2 separate regions of the Mus musculus genome follow, and region 2 is linked to region 1. Evidence: chromatin contacts called from public promoter capture Hi-C data. All regions are on one chromosome and are shown on one strand. Each heading gives the region's core, a stretch centred on a gene start, on an enhancer-like site or on the middle of the called end of the contact. The rest is flanking DNA. Distances are from core to core; before and after follow the strand shown.

Region 1 (2,700 bases), core at 128-2,627:
CAGTGTTTTTAAAGACCAGAGAGGCCCCAAATAAAGTCCAAAATGCTTTAAAATTTGTATTTTTTATAGATAAGTTGTGAGTTATCTGATATGGGTGCTCTGCAAGAGCAATGGTCTTTCTTAACCACTGAGCCTCCTCTCCAGCCTGGACCTTGTATTTTAAATGACAGAAGGCAGTCATTATCCAGAAGATTTTTGGCATTATGGTAGATAAATATAGGAAGGCCTAGGTGAAGAAAAATGTGGAGTCATCTACAAACAGTGGTTTGCTTATGTGTTTCTTCACTTATTGATTCATTCATGAATAATTATGGATGATCTTTAAATTAATGAATATCATGAACATATCTTAAAAGCTAAAGGGAGCCAGACATTTGTGAAGGCTCTGGCAAAGCTTCAAGAAGATGATGTTTGAATTAGGTTTAATATTCACTGTGGACTAAATGAGGTCTGTGCTCTCAGAGGACTGCTGAGATGAGAAGATGAGAGACTCAGCAGGACAATGTGCTCCTTAATAAAATGAGCATTGTATGGGTTTAGATGATGGGCCAGGTACTTTGACTGCAATGATTAAAGGCCATGTCTCAAAACATCGACACAGCAAAGACACATGGCTTCCGACACTTGGTCACCCATGTCTCCTGATTTCTGGGTGGCTTCACAGGGAGTCACATGTCTCTCATGTCCTTGCTTCTGCTAGTGGCTTCTGAGAGTTAGTCAACCTTGATCTGTTTAGTGTCCTCTGACTTCACAGGGTTAGTCACTCAGGCCTTGGTTTTGCTTCAGATCCATCTTCTGTCCCATGAGTTATCATGATGTTGTCAAGATTCTCATGAGGTTGTCTGCTATCCATTGAAAGAGATCACAATGAAAGGGTTTACTCTTCTAAAGTACAATGAAACCATTCACATGACCTCTGAAGAATTATCAACTCTAAAATCAGATGTGCTCAAAGGTCCATATGAAAAGTTAGGTTTGTAGAAACAGTAAGTACTAATACATGAAGGTGGTGTTGGTTGCTACGCCCACTCCAGTGAAGTCTGCCTGTTGGGGTCGAAAGGCCTGGAGGCAGTCACGAGGCAAAGAGTTCCAAGGAAACTCAGCCTCCTGGAACCTTGGCATTCTCATAGCCCGTATACTCAAACCCTGTCCCCGCATTAGTATGGTGTATGCTCTCTTTCAGTATTGTTTTATTATAAGTGCCATTAAAGATTGAATTTTGACATAGGTAAGCCTCCACCAAAGTTCCAAAGTCCTAGAAAATCCTAGTAGAGACAGTGAAACTAATTAGGCATTACAAAGAACAGAGCTAGAATAGATCCGGGCTGGTCTGCAGAGTGATTACTTAGGACAATAGCCGAGTCTCAACCAAACAAGGGAATACACAATGGCCTAGTGAATAGGTGAATTGATGGGTTAACCATGAAAGCGTTAGGGAATCCCCCTGGGACAGGTTTCTTCACTAGGCCCAAAGGAACAACATAATCAGGTATTTACTAAGAACCCCTGGTGGTGGGTTTAACAATAGACTAGCATTACACCTGGCTCCATTCTAAATGGCCTGGTCCCCCTCCATCTTTTGATGTATGCATTCCTTTTGTTTTGTGTCACTGTAACTTGGCATGTGTCCCGCCTGGCTTTTCTTGTTTTTTTCTTCTGTATAAAAAAGTCTGTTTTCTATTTGGACATTACACTCAGATTCAACACACACTCTCTCCTGTCGCGTCTGTTTGTCAGCCCCATTCCTGCCGGCTCTATGCCCATCTGTCTGAGACAATGATTTGCACAGATTGAGGAGGGCCCACTGAGCCCGGTCCATGGCAGTTGTTGTTGTTGGTGGTGGTGGTGGTAGTGATGGTGGTGGTAATGGTGATAATGGTGGTGGTGGTGATAATGGTAGTGGTGATAGTGAAGGTGATAATGGTGGTGGTGGTAAATCTGACAATGAGCTACAAGTAACTTCCAATCTGTCTTAGTGAGAAGCCTTAGAAGAAGATGGTCTGAGTCAATCCTAGTTGCAATGTCTTCATTGTACACGGGAAGAAGAAACCTAAGGGACATTAATCTTTTGGTTTTCATATTGATTAACAGGAATGGCCTAAAACTCTGATGAAAGCAGTGTTGTCTTGATTTATGGATAATGAAAGCTATCGACATGTGTGGAGACACAGTAAGGGAACTTTCCTAGAAATGGTTACAATAGACGGCCACAGGGAGTATCTGTCTATTGAGTAAGCAGTGATGAACTCTCCTAATAAAGACACTCCATGCTTGCCAGTGGCCATGAGACTCAAATAATGTCTGCAGGACTGTACCTTTCCTTTGGTCTTTAACAGAAAGGCTCACTATGTTCATTTAGAAGCAAAGAATGGGCAAGCAGATCAACTGTTTTCTGCTTTTACTTCAACTTCCTTGTTTTAATCATTGACTTTCCTGCTGAATTCATATTTTTTCCCTTAGAATCCACCATTGTGTGTCTATTCATAAAAACGATAACAACAATTGCAACATCAGCAACAACAACAATAAAACCCTCAATTTAAAGGGACAATGTTGTCACTTCTTTTATACTCATAGTTTTGACTTTTGGATGCCAGGGCCTTATATTATCATTAAGAAAAGCTGGCAGTTCCTGGTGTCATCCATTCCTCACAAAAAGGTGCCCATGATGGATCCCTGAGGATGGAATATCTGTTATAG
Region 2 (2,700 bases), core at 147-2,646, 160 kb before region 1:
ACATACACACATGCACACACATGCATGCACACACACACAATAGAACATCCATAGACATATACATGTACACATACACACATGCACACACATGCATGCACACACAATAGAACATGCATAGACATATACATGTACACATACATACACACATACATATGTGCATATACATTTACACACACATACACATACATTTGCACACACATGCACACATATGTATACACACCCACACCCACACACACCACGGAAGTGCCACAGGCACTGCAATGACTAGTGATCAGTGTTTGAATAAGGACATCAGAAAAGGTCAGATGAGAAACTATATGAAGTTTACGGTGGTGTCAAGGTGGCACTCTCCTAAAGGCCTGGCAAGCTTTTCTGTTTTTTTTTTAGAGCTTCGATGAAAGATATGCAACATTGTTACAAATAGCATAGCCCCAGAGCCCCAGCAACTCACAAGCTGCACTGACTACCTCCCTCAACTGTGTTTCCAGACAGCACATCTTTATATCACTATAAGAAGTTGGGGCTAAGGATCAACCCTAGGGGCATCTTGTATCTTAATACTTGGAATTTCAGCATGAGCTTGCGGCACACATTCCCTTGGAGAACCTTAGGAGATCAGACTAAAGATGTAGGTCTGTCTGGATTCTGCAGAGGAAGAGCTCGAACGCCATTCCAAGAACGCACAGGACCATCTGGGAAGCTTAATCTGACCCAAGGACATGACTCAACCTCTAAACAATTTGCAACCAGTACGTACTAATCAGGAGGTCTGAGTGGCTGGTGGCTTCCACAGGGACGTTGTTTTGATTAGAGAATAGCTGCACTGTTCTCCTGCAGCTGAAGTCAAGAGAAGTCAACAAGGAATTTGGGAGTGTCCTGACCCCAAAGAATACTGAACCAGAAAGCCGGGGCCCTTAGTTTGGGTAGTATTGGCCACTCATTAAGGTCTTGGTCAGGTTCATGCAGCCAACTCCAAAGCCAAGCTCTGCTTCCCCGCTTCCCTTCCGTGGCTTCCGAAAAGGAAAATAAGTTGCCAGTCAGAGGCCAAGATGGCAGTGGAGTGCACAGGGGAGGAACATCAAAGAGGGAGAGGGTGCAGTACTCTCGGGGTGTGCATTTTAATTGTTACATTTAAGGGATACTGTTCACTATGATTGTTCCTGCCCCTGATTGGGATGGCTGCACAGCGTGAGAAGGCGAGCCCCAGTGGGTTCCGAGGCTCATCCTCTTGAGCAGAAGAAAAAAAAACAGGCGCCTCCTCCACACCCGCCCCGCCCAGGGCACAGAACTGCCCCCGGGCTTTTCTGGGCTCTCCAGGCTCGAGGGTTACGTGGGACAAGCTCCTGACCAGGCGCAGTTGGGGGACACTGGCTGGTCCTCTTAGCGTCAGATAGCAAACCGCGCAGATTCGCCGAGGTCCTTCCATCTCCACATCTGAGCTGGCAGCGCCACGTTCGGTTCAGAGAGTCTTGCGCAGGGCAGGGTGAGGGGACCCACAACTCCCTCTGCGGGTCCAGGTGGAGCTGGCGGCGAGCAGCCGCGGACCCCTGGCAGGTGCAGGCAGGTGAGCATCATCCTCTGGGTACACAAAGTGCGATTTCGGGGGGATCAAGTGACCTCAGACCTTGGCAGCCGGCAGCGCCGTGCGTCCCGCTCTGTCCGGGTGCGTTCAACGTCACACAGGCGCTGCTCCGCTGGGGTCAACGGACGCCTTTTCTGCTTTCCGGGGATCCACGGGATGAGCGGGCGAGCCAAAGCCATCTGCAGGCAGCACTCCTATAAATAGCGCGCGGGTGCCCTCTCGGCGCTGTCCCTCCGGCTGCACTGCACGCTGAGACACAAAGTTGTGCGCAGGGACGCGGGAACCCAGGGCAGTAGGCGCCCTGCACCTTAGAACTGCTTTTGGCGACGGGCACTCAGCTGCCGCCTACCTGCGTCGGAGTGACACCGGGCTTTGGGGGAATTTTTGACCAAGCGCAAGTGGAAGTCGCTAGCATCCTAGCCATGGACATAACCTGGCATTCTTCTCATCCCCGGAAACACCTCCTGCCTCTGTAATTTGTTCCTGCGCCAACCAGAGTCCCTCGGACAGGACCGACACCCGCACCGCTCGGCACTAGCCACCTTTGCTAGCGTTTACTCGCGGAGTCCCCTCTGTGTCTTCAGCTCTGTGCTTCACCAGGAGTGCTTGGGTTCGGGGTGAGAATTTATTTTGTTCTTTTGAGGTGTGACTGAGAGGGTCTGGAGACTTTTTAGATGTCAAGGGACAAGTGTGGGTGCCGTGGCCCCAGGCAAAACTGATTTGGGGGTGGAGGAGTTAGGGTAGGAGTTCTGCATGAGCTCCTTAAAGGACAAAGGTAACAGAGCCAGCCAGCCAGTTCGAAGGGAGACTTCAGTCCTGAGAATTGGTGGAAGTGCGCGCGCCGCTGCTGCCGCCGCCGCCGCTGTTCCTGCAGCGCTGTCGATCTAGCCACTGGCGTCTTCCCGAGCTCCCGGATCCCGGGGTAGCAGGCGCCGCCTGGGAGCAGAAGCGCCAGGCTGCCGCTTGCGCACGCGGCTCACCATGGGCTCCGCGCGCCGGGCGCTGTCCGTGGTACCAGCCGTTCTGCTGATTCTAGTGCTGCCTGTCTGGGCACAGAATGACACGGAACCGATCGTTCTGGAGGGCAAGTGTCTGGTGGTGTGCGACTCGAACCCAGC

The links. Promoter capture Hi-C pulls out the DNA fragments that hold promoters and counts their contacts.
Region 2: a contact with region 1 is called in a promoter capture Hi-C map of stem cell-derived epiblast-like cells, with 2.6 times the contacts expected there. The contact joins the promoter of Cbln4 here to the enhancer-like site in region 1. A contact is called at or near these places in 5 of 39 promoter capture datasets (cranial neural crest, epiblast stem cells, maxillary cranial neural crest and 2 more), 2 of 484 Hi-C or Micro-C datasets (embryonic stem cells and nephron progenitors), 2 of 115 datasets of contacts at active chromatin or transcription factors (both in embryonic stem cells) and 3 of 9 other capture datasets (adipose tissue, embryonic stem cells and liver).

What each region holds. Positions count from the first base shown.
Region 1 is chr2:171,878,103-171,880,802 of GRCm38.p6, reverse strand. No RefSeq gene overlaps it. Among named protein-coding and RNA genes, the nearest start is that of Gm35580, 39 kb to the right of the region's middle. Within about 2 kb of position 1,377, at least 11 of the 459 cell types and tissues checked have an H3K27ac peak or open chromatin away from gene starts, as enhancers often do. A contact at or near this core is called in embryonic stem cells, epiblast stem cells and stem cell-derived epiblast-like cells, where this site is marked.
Region 2 is chr2:172,042,162-172,044,861 of GRCm38.p6, reverse strand. It overlaps Cbln4 (cerebellin 4 precursor protein), which reads left to right and starts at 1,396. Exons shown (of 3, transcript NM_175631.3): 1 at 1,396-2,700. The coding sequence starts at 2,564.